3 separate regions of the Mus musculus genome follow, and regions 2 and 3 are each linked to region 1. The links are chromatin contacts, called in public HiChIP or PLAC-seq and promoter capture Hi-C maps. All regions are on one chromosome and are shown on one strand. Each heading gives the region's core, a stretch centred on a gene start, on an enhancer-like site or on the middle of the called end of the contact. The rest is flanking DNA. Distances are from core to core; before and after follow the strand shown.

Region 1 (3,598 bases), core at 466-2,965:
CTTATTCTGGACAGCCTTGTTAAAAAAAAAAAATCAAGAAAATGAAAGGAGGCATCCCATTGAAAGAGGAAAATAAAACTGAATAAAGTGAAATTTTTAACTTACAATTTGCAGTAAATGGGGGGGGGGGCGGGGGGTGAGGAGGTCTGTACTTTATAAACAAATACTAAGTACACAGGACTGAACCAGCCTAGTTACATCAACATTTATTTCAACCACTTTCTAGCCAGGTCATGGGAGAAAGTTACTTAATTCTTTGCCTTCATCTTTACACCTGTGAGTAGGGCAGGAAAAAAAAAAGGCCTGTCAAGTCAATTAGCAAAGCATTCACAGCAGGGTTGCTTTGTCTCTGCCCTATTGGTCAAAACTTTAAGATCAAAGTAAAATTCCAACCCTTTAAGCACTGGCTTCCTCCTTCTTGGCTTTAATCCTCAAATACCTCCCTACTTCCAGTTACCTCTAGGATCTAGTGTCCTTTCTCCAAAATGAACACATTCCTAACTCTACATCTGCAAAGTCTTTCTTCACCATCTGCCAGAACCCACTTCTCTCCTTCAGTCATCAAGTGCTCGGTCTGTCCTTCACGCTTTGCTAACACTGCGATAGTTTTCTTGATCTCCCTTCTCACTAAAGTGTAGTTTCAGAAAGCTGGGACGAGTAATCTGTATTTCATCCTCACCCCTACCCATCAGCCCAGAAGGTACCTACGCCAGGCTGGGGAAAGCGACGCTGAATTAAACTGGATGTTTACAACTGGTGTGGCTGCAATTCCAGAAACTGCTTAATGTCAAGTAATTTGTCATTGCTTTCAGATCCCCAAAAGTCACGGCTGGAAAAGTATTTTTTAAAAAAAGATCAGACCAACACCATCCTTTCCAGAAAAGTTCCACGGGGCAGCCCCGGCACGAGTAGCCGGGACGGTCATTCTCTGCTTCGCGAGTTGAGCGTGCAGCAAGGGCAGCGGCGCTCCGGTCAGCGCGGTAGTTTGAAACGAGGGCAGCGGGCCGGCTCCGGCCGCCGCGCGGGGCTGGGCTCCGTGCTCCCGCCAACTTCCCGCAGGCCGCCGCCTCCCGCGTCCGCCGCAGCGACACCCTCCAGGGGCGGCGGCGCGCCGTGCTCGGCCCCGCGGGTGCTCCTGAGCGGCGCGGCTCGGGGCCTGGCCGCCGCCCGCTCCCCGGCCCCGAGGCCTCGCTCTCTCCCCGCGGGCCGCCGCCGCCGCTGCCGCCGGCGCGCCGCTCCCGGTCGCAGGCCGCCGCCCCTAGGGGAGCGGGGACGCTCGCCCAGCTCCGCGTGGCGCCGGGGGCGGAGCCGGCCCCGAGGGCCCCCGAGAGGACGGGGGCGGGTGGCCGTGGCCGCCTTCCTCGCCGCATCCCCGGCGCCCCTCTCCCGACCTTCCCCGGGGCCGGACCCGAGCCCGGGGCCGGGCGGCCGGCGCGACGCGGCACTTACCAACCCGCCTGGGACAACGCGGCGCCGGACACCTCGGCCATGGTTAGCTGTTCAGGCTCGGGGACGGCGGGGGTCTGAACTGAGGGTGGGGGACGGGCCTCCTACTGGAGACCCAGAAAAAAGAAAAAGAAGAAAGAGGGGGAAAAAAAGAAGAAAGAAAAGAAAAAGAAAAAAAAACTCCTCTGTTCGACTGTGCCACTGGGCATGCTCAGTGAGACGGGCGCTTCCGCGTGCGGGTTCCGCTCGCCGCGTTTTGTGAGCGGCCGCAGGGGCCGGCCCGGGCTGGGAGCGGCGAGCCGCCAAACGCGGCCTGGGCCGGGGATCGGACACGGCGCCGCGGGGGACGGCGCTAGGCTAGGCTGGTTGGCGCCGCTCCTGCTGCCGGGGACCGGGCTGCTTGGTCACTTTCTAAGTTGCACACACATGCGGGAGCCGCGCATCCCAGGGACTAGGCTGCCTCACGGGGCGGGACACGGACCCCCGCGGCCCGGGCGGCGGCGCATCGGGGATGATGCTACCACGGCCACGTTTGGGGCGGTGCAGCCCAGCCCATTCTGCACCCGAGCTGGCTGTTGTCACCAGGGCCCGCTCCATTCGCCCGGCCTTGCGGTCGGCCGAGGCTCAGAGACTGCGGCTCGCACCCCACTCTGGGTCCCCGCAGGCAGTTGGGTGAGCGCGACACCCTAACCCTGCACTTAAGGGAGTTGGCTTTGAAACTGGGCAACAGGGACAAGACTTTTTTTTCTTGTCACCCTCCTGCTGGGCGTAGCCCTAACCCAGCGTGGCCCAGCGACCTTGGCACCGGCACCTAACCGGGCTAGCACCGCCCTACGCCGTGCCCTTTGCCGCACGCGGGAGGACCGGGGTGCACGGCGTGTCCCCGACTGGGCACGCGCAGCGACGCCACCGAGCTGCGCCGGAACGCTCCTATCGTGATTGGGCAATCAGGAGTCACACAGCCCAATCAGAGAAGAGGTTTCTGGGTCGGGGCGGGCCTGTTGGTGCTCCTAAAAAGTTTACTCCAGAATCTGGGTCCTTCTCCTCCTGGGACGGTGGCGCGGAGGAGGAGAGTCGGGGGCAAGTTATTTCCCAGTGATTCTGCAGACTTACAGGCTATTTAAGAACTTATAGTCGATAAAATTTGCAGTGTAAATAAAGAAAACATCTAATAATAAAAAAATAACTTATATTCGGTCTGCAACCCGTCGCGGTGGCTGCTTCACCTTTACTGTCACCGTCACTGAGCCAGACTTCGGAGAGACTGCAAAATTGGCAGCTGCTCCTGAGACTTAAAAGCAACTTATTAGAGAAAGAAGGGTATTAAGCATCCAGAAGTTAACTGAAATCTCCATTTTCTCACTTTAGCTGTTCACAGTTCTAAAGTCACTATGCCTTCCTTGGGAAATATGCTATGATGTCTTTCTGAACACACATTTGCTCCTACGTATAATTAAATGTGTACAGCATGTTCAGAAACTGGAATAAATTTCTTTCCTAGTATTTGCAGTGGTAGAAAATGTTTTAAATCATCCATGAGCAGCAAGTGTGTTTATATGTACAAGCTGACCTGAACACAGAGGGGGAAAAAAATAAATAAAAGTAAATGGACAGCTCAGGTTAATTGCCAACTTTGTTATTAAATAGACCATAGCAAACATAACTTTTTTTTTTAAGATTTATTTATTTATTATATGTAAGTACACTGTAGTTGTCTTCAGATACACCAGAAGAGGGCATCAGATCTCATTACGGGTGGTTGTGAGCCACCATATGGTTGCTGGGATTTGAACTTCAGACCTTCAGAAGAGCAGTCGGGTGCTCTTACCCACTGAGCCATCTCACCAGCCCCAAACATAACTTTTTATTCGTGTAAATTAAGTGAAAGTTATAATGTCCCAGTAACCAGAACTATTGAATAAATAAGCCTTTAAACTGGTTCTCACATTCAGTGTGATACAATAAGAATTTACCATTGCAGGTGCTTATGACTAAAGTTAAACATTGCACAAAATACCAAACCCACTTCAAGAGTGTGATTCCTACTGGAGGAATTTGTTATAATAAGAGCATCAAAAACTAAAATCATGACATTAATGGCACATTGAATTTTTGAAATAAACTGGATAAAAGTCCATAGGAATACAAAATC
Region 2 (3,598 bases), core at 479-2,978, 680 kb after region 1:
TTTTGTTTTTGTTTTTGTTTTTTTGTTAGCTGCCATCCATTGCACAAAGCAACTTTCTTGTTGAGGTCTAAGAGCTGCATTAATCTGTGGATGAAGAGATAAGGAGTTAGAGGACAAGTTGATTCTATGTCCATTTGGGCTATGATATGGTATTTCCTGAGGACTGTGAGCTGTGTCCCAAACATGGCCAGCCTTCCAATACCAGCCCCGTGTTTCTCCCTATGGAGAGCAGCTTAAATCCAGTTAGGAGGTGGTTGCTTACCCCTCACCATCTCAGTACTTTGCCACTTGTGCACCAGAGGCCTGTCCGGCCCTGCTCGTCACTACTGTACTTCCCAGGGTTCACAGCGAGAGACTGTGGACCCGCACGCCTAGCAGCCTACATAGCAGCTGCCAGTACTAGGAGAGCCAGGCAGGACTGAGGGAGCTTCCTGGTTAGCACTGACTTGATTTCTTCATGTCATGTGACTAATGTGGAATGACTTGTAAACACATATTTTTATTTTTACCTGAAACTTTTTATATGCAAGATGATGTGGCAAAGTTACCTACTAGTTTCTCTAGAACAGTTTTTGTTTTTTAACAAATACCTTAACTGTGGTATTTTCATTTGAAAAGTGTTAAGAAATTAATTTCTAATTCATTTTTAGAAAACCTGCTAGAAATCTATTTCTTGTGGGTTTCTTATGATAATGAGCATTCTATATTCAGTAATGAGATAATTTCTTAATAGTCTCATTTGAATAAAATTGTCTATAACTCAGTAATACTCTTTAATGAGGAATGATGTAAGAAGAAAAATTAGCATAAAGAATTACATCCATAAGAGTTACATATTCTAAATATCAGAGTGCTCTAAAGATCTTCCTCAGTGCCTGGTGGGAACCCACATGCAGATGACACACTGCATTACGATACATTATGATCTAATAAACGTATCCACACACCCTACCTAAAAACTATAAAGCAGAAGAATAACTTTTATTATACTTTTCCTACATGCAGTAAGTTCTCTCTTCTCTTCTAATCTCTTCTGTTATTTACTATATCTCGTTAAAACAAAACTGTACTATATGATGCCCAGCTTGATGCTCAGAGGTCTGAAGTTCAGAATAGTCTACACTAGTTCTGTTAATTTACTAAAGAAACCAGCCAAACTTGAGGGGTGCCTATGTCAAAAATAGCACAAGAACAATGATGATAAGTAGGTAGACCGCTAACAACTGATCTGTAAGAACTCTGGGATTATTCAAAGGTACAAGAACAGTTAACATATAACAACCCCTAATGTCAACATGTTAAAACTTGCAAAGCTGAATGTAGTGGTGTAGTGGTATACACCTTTAACCCCAACTCAGGAAACACACACAGGCACATCTCTGAGTTCAAGGCAGCCTAGACCACAAGTGATATCCTGTCTCAAAATGAAAGAAAAGAAAACAGCACAAGTGAAATTTTACAAAATAATGAGCATCAAAGTTGAAGATCATTAACTCAATCTGGCTCTAATAAATTATTCTAATATCCTACAAAGATTTGTTAAGCCCAGTGGGTCATTTCACATAATAAAATATTCCTAAATATTTTAAATGATATAGTCACATGGATTATACAGTTAATCTGCAAAGACCACCTAGATGTTTTTTAAGTCTCCAAATTTAGGTGGTGAAACCAAAGAACAACAAGCAAAAGATTTAGGTATAAGCCTTGTTCATACAGGCTGTGAACAAGCTAAGCATCTGACTTTGGTTCTTCTTGTGCCTCCCCCTGTCCCCCCTTAATAACCATATTGGACTGTAGATAACAAGCAGCCTCATATGATCTTTGAATATGGCAATTATGTCTTTTATGTTGATTTACTGGCTCGTTCTGTTTCTAAGCTTTTTAGCCATGGTGATTGGTGTAATTACAGAGCTGCCTTCATGGTGTGGAGGCACAATTTACAGGTCAAAAATGTTATACAGAAGTCGGTATGGTGGCCGTCTAATTAGATTGCTTAATATTTATCAAAATGACATTCTTTTTTGCTGTGCTGCGGCTTGTCTTTGTGTCCCAAATACTCTTTCTTAATATAATTATATGATTGGATTTTCTTGTGAACTTTATGGGATATTAATCAGAATTAAACATTTAAGCTCAAAATGTTACTTGCTGTTGGACATGAAATCTCCATTTCTTCCTGACCATGGTCGTATAAAGCTGTGAAATCCATCCAATAAGTGTTCATTCCGTGGATCCCAGTAACATCCATTGTAGATGCTGGGGCTCTAAATGTTTCTGGTTTGGGTACCTAGTGAGGTCCACACCTTCTCCTTCAACAGCAAGTCAACACGCCTAAGATAGTTCTATCTTAGAGTTGAAAAACTAGAATAAAGAGCAGCAGTTCCTTAGGTAGTGGCATTTAAGGTACGGTGTGGAAAGAACGTCTCTCAAGTAAAGGAGAAGGAAGCAGTAGCGTCCCAGCTTTAACACAGGAAGGACGTGCCTTGTGAGGGTGCCATGGGCACTGGGATGTTGGCAGGGGGGTTACTGCATGGGAACCACGAGAGGACTGGGAGGTGTGGGCTGGGACCATACAGCATGATATTTTCAGATGAGGTATGGAGTCGGGATTTTTGCAAATAGCATTGAGCACTGACAGAGTGCGTGTTGTGTCCTATAGAACAGCAAGGATAAGGCGATAGATGCAGAGTGGCCTCAGACTCCAATAGCGAGATTGTTGACCTCACGTCATCGACTGCAGTACTAAACTTCTCATACCAACTGTATCGTGTGTTTAACTGGTTTTAAATGTACCCTGCTGTCGGTTTGTTTGTTTTGTTTTTTTCTAGCATGAGTGATTCTCTCCCAGTAGCAGAATGTAGGAACCAAAGGACAGCCGACTTCACCTTGTTGTGTTGTCCGCCCTACAATTTCTCCTTTTACAATAAAAACAGTTTAAAAGCTCTTAGCTCTTCCCAAATTATTGTAGTTGTTTTAATTTTGTTTGCTCTTAAATAATCGAATTCATCCCAGTTTTCTTTGTAATTTTTAAGTGCTTTCAAGTTTATATAGTGTGAGGCTATATAAACTTGAAAGTATGTAATTATCCTACTCCTAGAGTGGGCCTAAAATCCAAACTCCTGCTGGAGCCTGGGCACTTCATGGCAGTGGGCTTGGCCAGCAAGAGCCCAGGAGACCTGGGGACACACGCTCCGCCAAGAGAGGGAGCTGGCTGTTCCCCACAGCCATGTGATGCTCTTGGACTGCGACTTCTCAGTTTTCTATAAAATACTGAGTGGCTGCTTCTCTGTAATCACATTTGGTTCTACTTGTTAAAAGTACTCTGCCCAGTGAAACCATGGAGCACTTCTCAAGAGCCCAACAGAATTTTTCTCTAAAACTCACACTCTTCTGTTTTATGACTCTATTTAATTCTACAACCCATCTGGATTTTACTTACATTCCTAATATTAAGTATAGATTTATTTTTTTAATCTCCAGTGTTGAAATAATTATATTTATAGGAAGCTACTATAAACTTCACGAAAGAGGCCATGCACCAAGGGCCCCCACCACCACTACCCCCCATGGCAATACCTAGCATGGAGCAAGGAAT
Region 3 (3,598 bases), core at 302-2,801, 550 kb after region 1:
ATAAATGTATAAATGTGCAAGTCTTGGCTTGCTTGCCTTCTATGAAGCATGTAAAAATTATGCCATATGTACTTTGCTGTTGTTTAGTTTTCTTAAATAATTTTAGCATAACAGCTTTAATATCATAAGGCCACATTTATTTTAAAAACATTTTTGATATTCTGAGTACTACTCAGACATAAGGCACATGGATAGGGTTTCTTTTCTTTTTTTTTTTATTTTTTTTCTCCCTCCCCCGACCCCCAGCTTTTCTCTAAGTGAAATTAACTTCTTTTCCCCTGAGTTTTCTGGAGATCATGAGCATACTGGCCTGCCAATGGTGGAAGATAGGCATTTTTCCCCCCACATAATTAAAAACACAGAGTTTTTAATGCCTTTACTCCTGTTAGATCCCAGAATTTTCTCAGTGCTGTCCTTGCTGTTCAGAACCTAAGATGCAGTTCTCTTCTGAGCCAATGCTTATCGCCCCTCTCCCACAGGAAATGGAAGAATTTGCTTTTAGACAAGTCTAAGGCGACACTGTATTAGGAAATGTGATCTGTAAGAGGACCCAGATCTCAGCTCTGTAGTTAACAGCAGTGCACATGAAGGAGAGCTGAGAGACATCGAGATGATGACAGGCCAACGCTGGAAGGACCATGCTTTGTAGGTGTTGCTTAGTAACTGTGCTTGGGAATTCAAGTCCATCCTCATAAGAAAATGTAGAGCTACATACAGCTTGAGGTTCATTCCAGTTGCTTTATAAATTGTGACTGAATTTTCCCACTGTGGTGCTAATGCTTGACCAACAGCAAGGTAGCTGGAAGCCCAGAGCCCTGTGACTTGAATGTTTGTTCCATCTTTCCTTATAGTGAGGTATTCACCAGGCATGCATCTGGAACATTAGGGCAGTTAAGATCGGAGCTGGTATCTTTTCAGTCAAGGTACTGTAGTGATAGAAACTTCACAGTTAGTTTTATGACTTTAGAGAATATTGACAAAGTTACTAATCACTCAAATTTCTCTTGAGGTAAGACCATATAAATTCTGTGAAGTAGAGGAGAAAAATCCCTCCAGTTTTTAATAAGTCCAATTGCTGACTATAATAAAACACACTATAAAGAGAACTGTATTGGATGTTAACACACAGTTGTTATAAAAATTACAAATTTATTTAGTTTTCCTTTATGGAAAGTGGACAAAATTTCCTTGTAATGAAATTACGGGATGTTGCATCTGCTGATTGAGACAGTACTAAATGAGAAGCGGTGGGCTCCAAAAACAGTGGCTAGGACTTCAGTTTCTCTCACAGTATGGAATGGATCTACTCTATTCTCATGGGTTCATTGTCTCTTGTGTTTCCTTACACCATCGCTCTTGTTTGTGCCCAAGAAACAAAATTTTGAAGTAAAAGTTAGCTTTTTTGCTTTTGATCTTGTGTCTTCTTGGTTGCTTTCTATGAATGGTGGCATCAACTGTATTGCTCGGCCTTCAGCAATAGGACTAGTGTGCTAGAGAAAGGGCTCAGTGATCCATTAACTGGCTGCTCTCCCAGAAAGCCTGGCTTGTTTCCCATGGTGCCAGATAACCATCTTACTGTTGTTGTCTGGAACCCGACTCCCTCTCCTGGCCCCTGTGTGCACTGCGGGTACATGGTGCAGATACACAGGTCCAACACTCACACGCATAACATAAAAAATATATCTTTTAGAAATAGCACTGAAGTCAAAGGACTTTTTAATCTTTAGCTTAATCTTCAGAATGCAAGTCAGTATGATCAGTTTATAAGTCAATATAATAGATTTGGTTATTTTGAAGTTATAAAACAAAAAGTATAGTATTAACTATAAAATGAAACCCCCCACTCCCCGATTTTCTGATTCTTATTTTGCTTGAGTCAAGTTTTTCTATTCCTCCTGACCCCTTGTTCTGTTTCTCATCCTTTGTCACTTCCATGGCTTTCTGTTGTCACTCTGCACGCTAGTACAGCACCTGACTTTCCAGCTCTACATGCAGCAGGTGACTGAGAGTTTCCTAAGAACAGGATGCAATTCCTCAGTGTTGATAAAAGATGGAAGATGGTGTGTAGCACAAAAGGCCTTTCAAGTTCATACCAATATTTTCCATCCTTTTTAAATCTTAGTGTACCTGAAGAAGCGTTCATTTTAAATAACGTGCTAAAGAACCCTTATTATTGTTGTAAGTCTCAAGACCTTGGACCATTACCCTGAGGTCATCCCGTCTTTAAACTGGGAATCCACTTGGCCCAGGAATCCTTATAATTTTTGGCTACCAAGGAGCTGAGGTTGACCTCCAAGGTTCCCATTTCAGCTCAGTAATTTTTCTTCAGATATGAAATCAAGTAGCATCCAAATATGGATTTATCCAAGTTTACAGACGAGCATTAGGAACCAGGTATCTAAGGAAAACAAAAGGCCTCCTCCCAGCTGCCGCTTTTTAGGTTACCTTCCCTGACTTTGCTTTGTCAGGGTTTTGTGCACATGCAGCGCTTCGTTCTGCATTACATCATAGACTTTCTCTTTTCACAGTACCTGTCCTCGGTGCCAGATACACTCATTAGTCATACAAATCTGGGTTATGTTTTTCTAGGAAAATTAATTACTTTAGGTTGGCTACATATGGTTAGCTTGTCAGAAGGAAAATTTTAACATATTTTGGGGTGGTATAATGTAGGCATTTAACCAGCCTTTCTTTCCCCTTCCTCTTTGTACATAAATAGTACATTAATCTATGCTAGGATTAACATATTTTGTAATACCTCAGCATTGCTTTGCATGGGGCACTAAAACATTGGGACTGCACCTGCTTCCATAATCATGAGTGGGGGCCGATGAAAACCAGAGCTGTCCTAGGCCATCCTTCCCCGTCTGAATGGCTACAATCACATGCCCTACATTTTAGTCGTCCTCTTTGTTCTTCACCATTCTGACGGTATTCAGCTTAATAAGTGGCACCCATACTGCTGATGTATGTGGGTGTCTGACATTGCAGACTTTAAGTATTAAGGAATAATCCAGGAAAGATAATCTGTTTGGGGTCATGCAATGTATTTTAACTCTAGTCAAATGAATTTCCGAGAGGTAGTCACAATTTATCCCTACTTTTTGTGATAAAGATCTACAAGGATCAGTTCATGTACTATAGGAATTAATTTTCGAGTATAGTGACCCTTGCTCATTCTATAATTTTGTATTGCTTAACCTATAAAATACATTAAAAATACCTTTGCTGAGTCTATTTTCTTTCTATTTTGTTGTAAAAGAAGGTGCTTCCTGTTTTACTTTTCCCTAGTCAGAAGTTGCAGACATTCTTTGAACCGAGGAAAGTATTTTTAGTGCCTGTAGAGTGGAGTTTTTACTACTTGTGCTAGTTTGGCTCTTGGGAGCTTGCTTATTGTACTGCACACACGTGATGCAGATAAGTTAATTTGTATGTTATTGTTGAGACCTCAACCACGATGAGGCTTTGGCTCATCTGAAGTCATTCATTTAAAGGAAATTCATTCATTCAAAGGAAATTCATTCATTCAAAAAGTAAATAGGACTCGAGTCCTATTTATTTTAAATAACAATTTAAACGACATTGTTATGAGTATATT

Evidence for each region. Promoter capture Hi-C pulls out the DNA fragments that hold promoters and counts their contacts. HiChIP or PLAC-seq counts read pairs in DNA pulled down with a chosen protein or histone mark.
Region 2: a contact with region 1 is called in a BATF HiChIP or PLAC-seq map of CD8 T cells, with 5 read pairs. The contact joins the enhancer-like site here to the promoter of Tdrd3 in region 1. A contact is called at or near these places in 1 of 484 Hi-C or Micro-C datasets (CD4 T cells), 6 of 115 datasets of contacts at active chromatin or transcription factors (CD8 T cells, the NIH/3T3 cell line, bone marrow-derived macrophages and 3 more) and 1 of 9 other capture datasets (adipose tissue).
Region 3: a promoter capture Hi-C map of neural stem cells shows a contact between it and region 1. The contact joins the enhancer-like site here to the promoter of Tdrd3 in region 1. A contact is called at or near these places in 3 of 39 promoter capture datasets (cranial neural crest, embryonic stem cells and neural stem cells) and 2 of 115 datasets of contacts at active chromatin or transcription factors (astrocytes and bone marrow-derived macrophages).

Annotation. Positions count from the first base shown.
Region 1 is chr14:87,414,700-87,418,297 of GRCm38.p6, reverse strand. It overlaps Tdrd3 (tudor domain containing 3), which reads right to left and starts at 1,715. Exons shown (of 14, transcript NM_172605.3): 1 at 1,450-1,715. The coding sequence starts at 1,490.
Region 2 is chr14:86,734,596-86,738,193 of GRCm38.p6, reverse strand. All of the region lies in intron 27 of Diaph3 (diaphanous related formin 3), which reads left to right. Among named protein-coding and RNA genes, the nearest start is that of Gm33025, 58 kb to the left of the region's middle. Within about 2 kb of position 1,728, at least 30 of the 459 cell types and tissues checked have an H3K27ac peak or open chromatin away from gene starts, as enhancers often do. A contact at or near this core is called in CD8 T cells and memory CD8 T cells, where this site is marked.
Region 3 is chr14:86,867,689-86,871,286 of GRCm38.p6, reverse strand. All of the region lies in intron 20 of Diaph3 (diaphanous related formin 3), which reads left to right. Among named protein-coding and RNA genes, the nearest start is that of Gm41222, 57 kb to the left of the region's middle. Within about 2 kb of position 1,551, at least 21 of the 459 cell types and tissues checked have an H3K27ac peak or open chromatin away from gene starts, as enhancers often do. A contact at or near this core is called in neural stem cells, where this site is marked.